Linked DNA regions of Anas platyrhynchos: region 2 is linked to region 1. The links are chromatin contacts, called in public Hi-C maps. All regions are on one chromosome and are shown on one strand. Each heading gives the region's core, a stretch centred on a gene start, on an enhancer-like site or on the middle of the called end of the contact. The rest is flanking DNA. Distances are from core to core; before and after follow the strand shown. Region 1 has its middle 200 kb from the start of TRIB2. Region 2 holds the start of TRIB2 (tribbles pseudokinase 2).

Region 1 (7,097 bases), core at 1,325-3,824:
TTTAAGATGAGCTAAATCACACTCTAGAAGTGCTTGTCGCTCTCCACTGATGATAAAAAGAGCCTAGAGAATTCACTAAGATGCCTAGCTATTAGATCACAAAAGATACTAAGACAAGTAAGACATTCTCTTAGACACTCGGGAACACTACCTTTCTATTTGAAGCTCTTTTTCTTTACTACCAAATGATGCCATTTTAAAGAAACATCCAAATAAAATAAACTACATGTTGAATAGACATGTAGATGGCTGTTCATCTACAAAAACAATCAAATGAAAAGCCACCCATACCACCACCAACAACAAAACAGCTCTAAGTCTTTAGAGTTCTTGAGTTTGGAAAGATAATGGTTTTGATCCAGTGCAATGCAGCTACCTCTAAATAATATGCTCCTAGGAAGTATTGAGAAATCCAGCATTAAAAGACAGTAGAAATTGTTAATGCCGTTCAAGTCACTGAGGAGACAATTCTGATCATGTGTTCAAGAAAGATGAACTTGGCCTGGAGCAGACTTACAGAAGGACTGCCAGGATAAGTAAGGGAGTAGAGGGTCTGTCTGACAGGACGCTCAAGAGTTTGGCTTGTTTAGTGTAAGAAAAGAAAAGTAGAGAGGGAATGTACTTGCTATATAGGGGCAAGCAAAGATTCAGAAGAGCTATTTTAAGCTAAAGAACAATGCTGGCATTACAAAAGCCTAATATAAGCTGTTCATAAATAAATTGTTCTGGAAATTAAAACAGTTGGAACAATAATGTTTTAAAACAGCCTTCCAGACAAAATAGAAGCAGAAACTTTAGCTGCTTTTCAGACAAAATTCAGTGCTTTGATGCATGGGACAATAAGACATGGAGCCTTGAACACCAGAGGAACAGACTCCATGTACCAGCACAGACAACTCTCCAGAAATTAGTAGTATCAAATCCTGCAAACAGTTCCAAGAATAAGAATATAACCAGAAGATCTTTCCTAGGCATCTGTTTCCACTGGAGGCCTTCAGTCTATACCACAAGACAAAAATATGATAAAGAGAAATATTATTAACCATACAACTTATTTTTCTTATTGAATAATAATAAAAAAAATAAAATAAAAAAAACCTTATGTTAAACCCCAAAAGCATTAAAAAATTAAAATTACTTCCTAACCAGCAAAGAAGTGAGATTCTGAAAGGATGCTGCTTAATTTCTTATTTGAAGTTGAAGACTTATGATTTTATTATATTGCATGGGTACTTGTTATATAAGGCCTTGTATGTCATCACTCATGATGTCTCTTCAGACCTGTGCTCCCAGAGCTGAGTATGGTAAGATATTGATATCAGTCAATATTAGACTGATAGCTGGGGAATTTTATTGCTCCATGTGTGAGAAACCATGAACCAAAATGGATCTTTGCTGGATGTCATTACTGATTCAGAAGACAGAAATCTTTAGTTTCCAACCTCTCTTACACTCAGGGTGTACCTTCTGAGAACAGTTTGTTCATTCACATGTCTTCAGTTATACATAGTATGTTGTGAGGATGAACCTAAGCCAAAGTCTGTATTACCAAATTTTGAGGGATTGCAATGACTGAAAGCATTCAGTTCAGTATCTTCCCTTACTATTTTTAATTCAGAGTCTTCTTTTTCCTTCTGTTTGTGACCACTCATTCATTAATATAAGCAAACAATATTCTGGAGAGTTGCAAGAAACTTCACCAGAAACATCACCTGTCACAACACTCCAGAAACATCCTGAAAGAAAAAACTGGAGCAATGCAGTTGGTTTTGTTTATTTTTTTTTCCCACAGATCTTTGTAAAAACCCTGAGGCAAACAGTGTTGTGTAATAGCCAACAGTACAGCTTGTGACAGGCATACCCTGAAGTCTGAATGTGGCTAAAATGTCTGATTTAAAATCTAACAGTAAGGGGTGTGATATTGACAGTAGGCTTCAATAATCAGTAACAACTCCAATCTAATCACTTGTTTAGCCTGTCTGTCATAGGAGGTTGTGCACAAGATGATTATTTTTGAAGCCTGTTCCTTGACTGGGCTGGATTTACTCATTCATTATACTCAGGAAGCTTGAAGTCTTTTAATTTTCTTGAATATTCCTAATTTGTACTAATGCAGATACAGTGCAAGGGCTGAGGTCACAACTACTCCCCTGAGAGGAGGCCGTCTCAACATGCATCAGCAAATTGTTCAGATACTTGTCAGCCTTTGACTAATATTTCAGCTATACTCTGGGGATCCCGTGTCACTTCTTTCCCTTCGGGGAAGCAGCAGTCAGGCTGACTAGCTGTAAAACCAGGTGCACTTCAATCGAACATGTTAACATCTAAGCATTGAAGCTGAACCACTTTATATGAGTGTTAAAAGTTTGCAGCCTATGTAATACAGATAAAAGACTGATTCTTTATATATATACATACGTTAGTAAAAGTTATTATTTTGGATGAGAAGATAAATATTTTATATCAACATCATTTTTCCTTAACAGCATTCTACCAGCAGCTACACTATTATTACATAGTACTTCTTATCAGTATGTTTCTAGTAGTACAGTTTTGTTAAGTAGGCTGGGTCTGGGTACATTTTAGTTTGGAGACAGAGGAATTGAGGGGGAAAAAAAAAAAAAAAAAAGCAACTTAATCCTTTCCCTGAACATTGCACAAATATACAATAGTTTTGTGATCAATAGGGATCATGGGCTCTAGGTGGCAAAGACTTGTCTTTGTATTGAGGCTTTCAAGGCCATGCAGGAGATTGAACAGACGTCCACTATTAAAACACATAGATATTGAATCTAAATCTTTGTTTTCCTGAAGAGCCTGGCCTTTGGGGCTCTGCCTGATGTGATTTAGTGAGGATCTGTTGCTGTTTTTAGCTTGATTTTCTCTGGAAACAAAAATATTCAACTATTGTTTTGTCTGTCAGTTCACTGCCCTCCTGAAACCCAAATATTTCCTTGCCCTGGATCCAGAATAGCCCCAGCACTGTAGCCTCTTTCCCATTCAGATTTAAGGGGAGAAGTTATTGCAATAAAGAGGTGTTTAGCTGGAGACAGAGGTGTGCTTAGAGAAGAAGGGACACAAATCTAGAGAAGCAAATTTCACTCACTACCAAATAACTTGTTCTTCTGAAGAAAATGAACTCACAAGTTTTTCCAAAACCTTGATGACTTTTGTTTGCTTAGCCTTGGATAGCCTATACTTACTCTCTTCCTTGAAATTTCTGGCAGAGATATATTAGGTATTTTTATATATAAACACAAGGGAGAGATAGGTTGGATGAGTTTACATGCCTAGTGGAAAAACTTCCACTGAAGTAAACAAGTGGGGTTTGCTCTAAGGTGGTTTTGAAGATAAACTATACAAGGCGGAGAGCTTGGAATGAAGTACGTGCAGCTGTTCCAAATTTTTATTAGAATACAGCAAGCTGTTGTCCCTAGGAGCTGTCTTGTTATTAAAAGTCAGACCAGGTAAAGCAGAGAGCAATTATATTATAATGTTTATTTTTTATGCTGAGTGAGTTAGGACATCAAGTACAGAATCATGTCTGTAAAACGCAAAAAACTGTGTCTTCAGGTCTTACAGGAATTACAATATTATCTGTGTCTTGTCAGCAAGGTTTTAATAACAGTGAAGATAATAGCTGCTGCTTATCTAATGTTTTTCATCTGTATGGCTTGAAGCATATTACAAAGGAAATATTATTGTCCCCCTTTTATAAATGGAGTATCTGAGCATTAGAGAGATCAACTGCTTAAGGTCATACACAGAATGGGATTTTAACTAGTCACAAATGCTAGTGCTAATATTTTTGCAAGTTTAAGAAAAATGCTGTTTCTTTGAATAATGTTTTTTTTGTTGTTGTTGTTTTTTGTTTGTTTGTTTTTGTTTTTGTTTTTTGTTTGTTTTTAAATTAGTCTTGCACTGATTGTTCTATATTTGTCATTGCCCCATTGCTGAAGAAAAGTAGATTGTGAGGCTGTGTTGTGTCAGATTTTTCCTAAGGAAAAACTTAGTGACACAGAATTGAGGGAATTTAGAAAATTCACAATGATTTCGGGAACATTATTCACACTACATAGTCCGTACTCTCCTGACACAAGTAAATCCAAGGAAATCAGTGGTACCTTAGATGAATAGTGAGTACCAACGTCTGTTTCTTTAAATGTATATAAGGCTTTTTAATTTCAAGTAACTGTCAAGACCAAGGAAGCAATTCCAGATCTAGAAACCATAGGTAATATGCTACTTAATATGTCTTGTTGAGAAGAAACAGCTTTGTTCTCTCAATTAAGATTTTTGCCCTCTTGCTTTCAGCTCAGTCTTTGTTGGCAATCTGGGTCCTCTCCCTTGCAAAACCCTTTAGCGCAAAACCAGTTCACAGACCACATGGGACTTGCATGTTTTCTGTGTGAGTGGTGTTTGTTTTTTTTTCTTCCCAGAAAATACAAGTGTGAAATATCAGCTATGGCAACTAAGAAGTCAAATTTTATGGCAGCACCTAGAGTCTTTTAAGGAGAGATTTAACTAAGAAACATTTAACATTTTGGCACTTAATGAAAGCTGGTTGTGTAGGCTCGTTGAGTAGTAAACTGGAAAAAACACTTTGAGAAAGTTGATTGTTCTATGCTAAAGAAAAAAAGAAAATTACTTATGATAGGTGGAAAGCTCTCTTTCCATTCCATTTTATGTAAGGGACATAGGCAATTAACAAGAATAAAAGCCCAAAGTTTAGAAGGCTAAAGTCAAGTAATATCAGTTTCATCTATTGTGGTAAATCCTTGACTGCACTTGAGAAAACAACTTTAACTGGGTGTTCTTGCAGGTGTATAACTAGGCAAACTTAAATAAATGTGTGTGAATCTCTTTCTTTCTGTGTAACTACAGAGATACACCATTTCATGTATTTTTCTTATCAGTGCAGTCAACATAATCTGACCAACATATCATAGGAAAAAATGTATGATCTAAGAACGGTTATTTAATACCATTTCACATCCACAAAAACAGAGGTTTTGTGGGGAAAAACACCAGATGGGGACATGCTAAGAGACTGGGTAAAAGACCTGGTGACCAAAAGAGAATGAAAATTAGGAAGCATTCAGTTTTATTTTAAGTGCAGCAGCACTACCAGCACTCTGTGAGTCAGATACCAAACAACAAGCCCCTGAAGGAACAAAAAGCTACAAAGTCTGTACGTGATAATAATCCTGATGGAACAAAGCAAGCAGCATCCAAGAAAGGTGTTTCAGCCTCCTTAAGAAAGAGAGAGAAAAAGAAAATGTCATTCGTCACTACATACTGGGAAGAATGGAAAATAACAAATGCTGTAAACTCACCAAGAATACAGCTGAAAATTAGACTGTAACTGTCTGAGGAGTAATTTTCTGAAATAGTTTCTCAATAGAGTTAGTGAAAGGACATCAGTCTTTTGTATTTGGCAGTGAAGTTTGATCATTTTTAGTGTTAACAGTGAACATTGCTTGGTAACCATTGAAGCCTTTATTACCTCAGGCTTTTAGGGCAGAAGTCACATGGACAGTAGGATTCTGCACTGTTTCACTGGAGTAAAAATAAATGTGTAACAATAAGTTGTGAAGCTCATACAGTAATTCTGTCGTTCTTCTATAAGGAGTTACCACATAGAATTATGTAAATTATGGTTCTCAGATTGTTAAAGAAAAGCAGGATTGAACTGACATATTTGGAGATGTGTTCACTTCATGAGCAACCAAGCAGAGGACTGCTGAGTGGACTGTAAATGGTATGAAATCAAGGATTAGTGTTTTGGGGAGTTTGCTGCAACAGTTCTGTGGAAAATAAATAAATAAATAAATACTTTTTTTTTTTTTCACATTAGCAGAGGCTTGTAAGTAAGGGATAAAGACTAGTCTTCCTTGTCAATGGTAAATTGAAGTAGTCTAGAAGACTTTGTTAACATTGATGATGATAACAGTAGTTTTACCAACAGGGTTGATAGAACTGTGTGCATTATAGACTCAGGTTGCAAATTTATTGAACTAGAGGAGAGATAAGGTGAAGAAATTACTTTGTTATTCAAGTATTTACACTAAAATTCTAGATGACAAGTAACAACAAAAAATTCTTGGAAAGTGTGGTGTACTTGGCAAAGCAGGTTATAGCAAGCATGTTTTATGTGACTGGAATTTTTAAATCTTTGGCTGTAAGAACTGACGATACAGTGGGAGAAAGCATGAAGATATAGACAATTTGTGCATATCCAGAACTCAATTCTATGTGACTTTGAATGCATGATGGTGATCATGGGAAGTGTATGGCAGGTTGAAGAACTAAAGCAGAAAATTAAGTTAACCATATCTTGTCATGTATAGAAAACTTTTTTTTTTTTTTTTTTTTTTCCCCTTGGATGAGGGGAAGTGTTGGCTATAGGGCACAGGCATCACAATTTCTAGAAGCTATAGACTATGATTTCTTATACAAAATGTCTGATACCCAATAGTGGTTTATTTTATTTGCCATTAAGTTGAACAAAGTTCAACTAACATTAACAAACATTAAGCTGAATAAATTATTTTCTGTAATAACAAGTAGGTGATTGCCTATAAAGCAGTGACCATTATCTGGTTATATTCAATTGGCAATTAAACAGAGGACAGTCCTAATCAGTTGCATACATGGTTCTTCTAAACAACTAATTTCCCGAAGCTGAGGGTAAGTATGAGTAATAGTGAGTGGGAGGGAAAAGCAAATAAAAACTGAGAGAACTTGAAGAGATTATTAGAAGCCAAAAAGCCACTGCTCCACAGTCAAGAAAGAAGAATTTGGCCAAGAGCCCGCTGTATTTTTGTCATAGTATTACAGGGTAGTTGGTGAAATGGAAATTGTAATATAGTTAATAACTATTCAGAAATGCAGTTTTCAGAGCATACTAGATTGTCTCAGAAGATGTTGAAATACTCTGGTGTTCCAGTAGTGATCAGGGAGGTTACTAATCAAAGTTTTATTAAAAATAGACCTTTAAAAACAACTAGTTAACATTACTTTTATCCTAGAGTCATAGATGAGAGATCTCAGACAACTAGTCTCCTGGTGCTCCAGGATAGTTCTGTTTCCTAAAA
Region 2 (6,698 bases), core at 4,196-6,695, 200 kb before region 1:
TGGTTGATATTTTTATGTGCAGGCAGACAAAAACATGGTGCTAATAACTCCTGGTAGCAGCCAATATCAAACACCTGCAGGAACAAGGACAGTAAAGCCAGGGTTAGCACTTTGAAGGACAGTGAAGTTAGGGCATATCTAATTCTGTTAACAGCACCACCTCTGAGTACAGTTTATGCTGCTGCTGAAGCTGTACCGATGTAAACAGGATGTCACAGGCTCACGGCACAGAGGACGAGACAAAACAGACTGTACAACCCCATACAACAGATACACGTAGCCTTGACGGAAAAGGCTAGCGTTCAAAACTTGTAGCAAGAACAGTTTCATTAGCAAATAGCTGATCAAATTTAGAATGTAATCTGAATTAAGCTGTAAAGACCAATGACATGCAGAGGCGGTTCTTGGAAGGAAGCTTGTTTATCTTCTATTTTACATCCAAATAAACTCATAGAGAACATGACCGGTAGCTTTGTGTTGAGAGAAGCTGTCAAATTAAATCCACCCTGATCCACACGCCTCTCTCTTGATTTTATTAACCCATTAAAGCTTTCAGGATTTTCTGGTTTAAAATATCATCTGTCACTATTCACGTTTACTTCCTGCATTTCTTTCATCTCCCATGAACAGCAAAGTCACTTTCACTTTCAAAGTCTCAGTTTTACAATGGCTGTTTATAAGATCAGAAGGACAACAGGGGAAATAGCCCTGCCTCTTGGAGCACAGACAAACACCCTTCAAAAGGCAAAGACAAAAACCACCCCAAAGTCTCTGCCTTTCAGTCAAGTGCTCCATTAAAAGCAAAGTGTCCCTTTAATAGTAAGTATGTTATCACTGATCTTATGAATGAGCTGTAGGAATTAAAAAGGCTGCTGGGAAACCCAAATATAAAAAGTTACTATAATCTAGTGATGACGAATGAATCAGTATTTGAGTCAATTGAGAAATGCCCATACTACACAAAGAAGAAAGACTTCATTAACAAGAACAGAAGCCAGTGTGCTGAAAGAGAGTATAAGCCAAGTATTGATGGGAGTGATTGTTATTTTCAGTTATACCTGCTCCAGATGTAACACAAAGCAAGGGATTAGCATTTCCACTAGCATAAAAATTCTATCAATATATAACTCACTCTCTGGTGTTTTGTTACTTTGGTAAAAAGAATTTAAGGTGGTCATGTCTCATTCTAATTGAACAAAAAAAATGAAGAACCAGTGAAGGTATCAAACCTACCAGTTTAAAATGCAATTGTTTTCCTTCTTTTTGTATCCCTGTAGTGGGTATTTGTGTCCTCTCCAAGAAGCAAACTTCCTTGCTTTCTTTGAAGCTTTATAAAGCATTGAGTACCGAGCATCAGAGATGCAGTTCAATACAAATTTACCTGAGGCTTCAAAACCTAAGCCTTGTAACACTTCAGAGTGCAATCATTAACTCCTTCCCCTGAAAAGGACCCCAAAACGGGGACACCCCCTCCTCACCCAGCTCCTTCCCACCACCCCATACCTGTGCTGCTGTACACCAGCACAGGCAAAAACAACCTTAAAGGCAGGCTGCCAAACAGATCCAACACATTTTACGGGGGGGGGGGTGTAGATTAACACTGAGCCATTCTGGTGACATGGTGAGCCAGGGAAGCAGAACTGGGGTGGGGAGGGGGTGTTGCTAAAATCCTTGGTGTGTAAATCAGTCCAGAGGAGAATTCATTGACATTTGGGTCTCAAAACTAATACATTGTAAGTGAATGGCTCTACTACAATGCGGCTGCTATAAAATAAAATTTAAGCAGGAACATTCATGTAGCTCAAACCCTCAAGTGAAAAAAAAAGCCTTTCCAGAATTCTCTTCTAACCAGGTTATCCTGATATAAATTAGTTATATTTTGTGGTTCTCGGGTAAGGTAAGTAGGTCTGGATATGTATCAGCACTGTATTTGCAAGTGAGGAGATGGGAAGTGCTATCACCCTGCTACAGCCTAGAATACCTTTTATAAAGCGCTTCTTTGTATCCCAGCATGTAAGATCCCTGGCCTCAATTCAGAGAATGTCCAATAAGCTGCAGTTTGATTTAGTTCTTGCTGGAAATTGGAAGTGAGAAGTTACCATTGTCTGGATGCCACAGAGCCTCGAAGCAAGTAACGGCATCTGTACAGGCAGTGGGTGCAGCCAAATGAATCTTGAGAATCATCAGTATGTGTCTGCTATCCAAACCAATGTTTGTGCAAGCAATCTCTAAGAGCATCTTCAATAAGATACCAGATAGCAGGTCTATTAGCCGGAAGGCTACTTGACAAATACTAGTCATGATACTGCAGGCATTTTAAAGAATGCATTAAATTGAGTTCAGGGCTGACAACTGCATATTCACAAGCTGGCAATTCAAGCTAAGATCATATTTTGGAGCCCAGCTAGAAGTAGTGCCTTGCACATACGGAAAAACTGACACTATTCAAATGTCAGGATCGGTTTAAAAACATACAGCTTGAAGGGAGGAGAAAAAAAAATCAAGTCCACCCTTTGTGAGCTGCAGTCATGCTGCTCATACTGTTATCAAAACACTACCTTAATCCTGCAAAGCAAACAGGAAACAAAGACGAGCAGAGCCCCCACTTTACTCCTTGCTATGCAAGTTCACCTATAATTTCACGCAGAGCAGCAGCTTTGTGGGATCTGTTTATTTCATGAAAAGATGCCAATGTCCTAGAGTGCAGCACTGTACTGCTGCACCAAGCAGGGCTTTCATTCTAGAAATTCTCATGTTCTGTTTCAGTTTAGTAACAAAGCATTCACTTCAGCATGCAGTATTAGTCCTTTGCAAAGTCACGGGCCCTTTTTTTCCCCTGAATAATCACACAAAGTCCTAGGTTGCCTTAACATCAGGTTTTATAACTCAATCAATGAGCACATTTAAATTGCCCTCTGAACTCCAGTCTTCACAAATAGCAAACAGGAGCAATTATTTTCACTTCCTTGCTACAAGCTAGTCCATAACTTCTTATGAATCGAGTACAGAAGTATGCAACCATCAGCAATACTACCATTAATCCCTGGAATGTGAAAAGTAGATGTATTGTACCTTTTTTCAATTTTGCAGTTAGTTCGACACGAGACGCTTGCTCAAGATAGCTACATGGCACAATTCCATATTTCAGGAACAATGCAAACACTGCAGCGGGTGTTGCAAGGTTGCAATGTGCTACGTAGTTATAAGAACTACTACTGGGTACTGCCTCGGTTTGCCTGGCATAAGTCTGGCTTGCTACAGACAATGAGAATCGCAATTTAGGAACAAAGGAAAATATTCCCTCAGCCCGAAAGGAGAACATCCCTCGACAGGCGTGCACGCATGGGGTTTTCTTTCTCCCACTGCTCACCTTTGAATAGTAGGAACAAACTGGGAGGAGGCTCAGCAAAGCAGACAGGCTACAAAGAGTGGGATAGCTATTTTGTCTGCTCTTCTGAAAACCGTAGGTGTGCAGGTTTTGTTCTTGCTGAGTTGTGCAATGGGGGAGGATGCTGTTTGCAAACAACCTCCACGGTGAAGGAGCTCAGGCTGCTTAATTCGATGTGGATTTTTTAAATCACTTTTAAGACAAAGCTGATTGCAACCACCACCACCCCCCTCCACAACCTCCCCCATACCCCAACTCACAGAACACGGGAGAGGGGCAAAAAAAATCGAGGAAGCCGGCAGGTCCCAACACCTTAAAATTAGCTGGGGATTCCCTACTCCATTTTGAAAAGTGAGAGTGGGGAAGATGAGGTTTTCTCCTGCCCTGAAACTCCCTTTAAGACCTACTTAAAGGACGGCTCTTTCCAGAACAATATCCCCGGGGTAAGCGGCAGAACTGGCTCCCGGCCACCGCTATAACGTGGCCATTGTCTGGAGAGAGGGAAAAGTTACAGGATGCGCCTTTAATCCTGCCTCTCCTCCGCCTTTTCTTTTTTAAAGCTGGTCAATAACCGAACCCCCCGACCTCCTTTAAAGCCCCAGGAAACGAACCCGCGGCAGCAGGCTAAGCCCGGCAGAGGAGGAGGAGAGGGATTACCTTGCAAACCAGCTCCTCGCCGCTGTGCAGATGGACGGCTCGGAAAACGTGGTCTCCCTCGAGAGGCTCCAACAATAAGTATTTCCCGATGCAAGAAACGCAATGCGACAAGTTCGGGGTCTCCGGCGGGCTCGGCGAGCCTAGATTCGGGCTAAAACTCTGGCTTGGCTCGATGGACCGTATGGACGAGAGCTCCTCAAAATCCTGGGTTTTATTCCGCGGTCTCCCATATCGTGCTATCGTGATAGGGGTTGACCTTTGTATGTTCATGAGTATGGAGAAAACCAGCCGAGACGCTGCACCGGAGCCCTGGCGTGGAGCGCGGTCCCTCGCCCGTCCAGCTGCGGCTGCCTTTGTGTGCCGGGGAGGGGGGCGGGAGCGGCGGCGGGCGCCCAGCCTCAGCGCCGCGTCCTGGGCACAGGGAGAGAGCGCTCAGCCCGCGGCCCTTTGTTCCCCGCCGGCGGCCGGGCGCGGAGCGGTGCGGAGCTGGGCTTGGGGCTGGGGGGCGGCCGCCTTTCGGCCGCCTCTCCCGCTTAGGAGTGGGGATAAAGGGTTAGGTAAAAGCGCTGCGCGCAAGTGGGGGGGGGGGGGAGGCTTTTTTTTTTTCCCTTCTTTTTTTTTTTTTTTTCTCTCTTTTCTCCTACTGCGAGGCTGAGCAGCGCTGCCGCCGCCGGGCTGTAGATGGCGTGGGAACGCCGCCGCTGGGAAAATGCCCCGCGAAAATAGCGAGGGAGCGAGCGCTGAACTTGGAGCGGGCCGGCCGACAAAAGAGCGCACGGAGCGGAGGGAGGCTCCGCGGGGCCGCCCCCCTGCCGGCCGAGCCGCGCAAGATGCGCGGGTGCTGCTGCGCGCCCGGCGGCCAAAGGGACCCAGCTGCTGCCGGCGGCGCGGCTGCTCCGGGAAAAGGGGAAAAAGTGCGACCCCGGGAGAGGGGAGGCGAATCCCAAGCGCACGGAGGGATTTGGGGCTGGGGGCTGAATGGAGAACAGAAACAACAAAGAAAAGAAAAAAAAATAAATAAAGCAGCGCTGCGAGAACGGGGCCGGCTTCTCACTGCGGGGAACGGAGGTGCACTAAAGGACGCTTAAAAAAATAATTTAAAAAAAAATCAGCAGATTGTATTTATTTTTATTTTTTTTCTCCCAAGGGGGAGAGGGGAAGGGATGGCCGCGTCGCTCCCCTTTCAGCAGGGCATCGTCTCCCCCCCCGCTTCCATCTCCCGGCGTATTAATAGCTACTTACGTGGCGGGGACGCTGGCTGCCTCCGTGCCTCGCTGCCGGCCGCCGCCGCACGCCCGCACGGTGCCCAGCGCGCAGGCTGACTGTACTGCCCCGGCACCGCCGCCCGCCCCGGCCCGGCACGGCCCGGCCCGGCCCCGCCGCCCACCGCGCTCCGCTCCGCCCCGGCCCGCCCCGGCCCGCCCCGGCCGCCTGCCGCTCTCAGGGTAAACAAGGTGAGACGTCCTTCCGCGGCACGGCTGTGCTGAGCCGAGCCGTGCCGAGCTGTGCCGGGGGGGCTGCTCGCACCAGTATGCACCAGTACGGCACCAGCGCGGAGCTGGGAGCCGCTCCCCGCTTTTGTCAGGGATGCAGCCGGTCTTCCTTCTCCCGGGGTTGCCCTTGCGGTTGAGGGGGGGGATATTAGCTAATTAATTTTAATTCATAATAGTTTCCCCCAAATAATTAAATACACCTTAAGGAGGAGTCCGGCCCCGCCACCCAGGCATTGCATGTGCCGGCGCCGGAGCCCCAGGCGGGCGTGGGTTTTGTTTCCCTTTCTTTTCTCTCTCTCTCTTTTTTTTTTTTTTTTTTTTTTTTTTTTTTTTTGTCAATGAAGAAATCGCTTTTATTTTTTTCCGGGCAACGTGGGTCTCCGCGTACTTACGGGAGCCACAGCAGCCGCTTCCCGGTGCAGTCTGCTGGGAGGAGATCTCCCGACCCCGGGTTTGCCTTAATCCATCCCAAAATTAAAACGGTGCCGAGAGGGGGGCAGAGGGAAAAGGTAAACCCTTTCACCCTGCCATGAAGAAAGCCATGAATGAGAACTCTCTGTCCCCGCCCAGCACCACTGCGGTCTGCTTTTTTTTTTTTTTTTTTTTTTTTTTAGTACAAACATCCCTCCCTCCCCCATTTTATTGTTTCTGCTATGGGAGTTTGGATATATATGAAAGTTTGATGAGCAGCTCCCTGAATTCCCAACAAGCCTGGCACTTACTTCGTTGAGTTTGCCCCCTCTTGCCCCCTCGTCAGCACAGGAGAGAGCCAGAAATGGGAGAAGAGTTATTTTGGTGTGAGGACCTCTGGATTTGGATGATGCCTTGTGAATCAAAGGAGTCTGCTAATAATGAGAGGAGCCTAACAGAGGAGGCTGTCCCAGAGATAAGCACTTTGGGGCTGAAAGAAAATGCCTCTGAACAGGGCTCCAGGGAGGCTGTAGGGATTCCTCTATAGGGGGCTCATCTTGGCAGGGGAGGTGTCAGAAATGGCAGGGGTGAGGGGTAGTTCTTCCCAAAGAGTGTTATACCCACTTCATCACTCCTCCCCCAGGCGAGGGTCTTTACATGGCCTGATACACAGTTATAAGAGGAATACCTCTTAGAAAGGATTGTCTTGATGTTAAGCTTGGCACGAGACAAATGAGCCTCTGGCAACA

What was found. Hi-C and Micro-C count contacts between places; a contact is called where the count stands out from the background.
Region 2: a Hi-C map of small yellow follicle shows a contact between it and region 1, with 3 times the contacts expected there. The contact joins the promoter of TRIB2 here to the enhancer-like site in region 1. A contact is called at or near these places in 2 of 8 Hi-C or Micro-C datasets (skeletal muscle and small yellow follicle).

What each region holds. Positions count from the first base shown.
Region 1 is chr3:106,400,983-106,408,079 of IASCAAS_PekinDuck_T2T, reverse strand. No RefSeq gene overlaps it. Among named protein-coding and RNA genes, the nearest start is that of TRIB2, 200 kb to the left of the region's middle. Within about 2 kb of position 2,574, at least 2 of the 8 cell types and tissues checked have an H3K27ac peak or open chromatin away from gene starts, as enhancers often do. A contact at or near this core is called in small yellow follicle, where this site is marked.
Region 2 is chr3:106,604,342-106,611,039 of IASCAAS_PekinDuck_T2T, reverse strand. It overlaps TRIB2 (tribbles pseudokinase 2), which reads right to left and starts at 5,445. Exons shown (of 4, transcript XM_027455248.3): 1 at 5,288-5,445; 2 at 4,046-4,456; 3 at 1-74. The coding sequence starts at 4,315.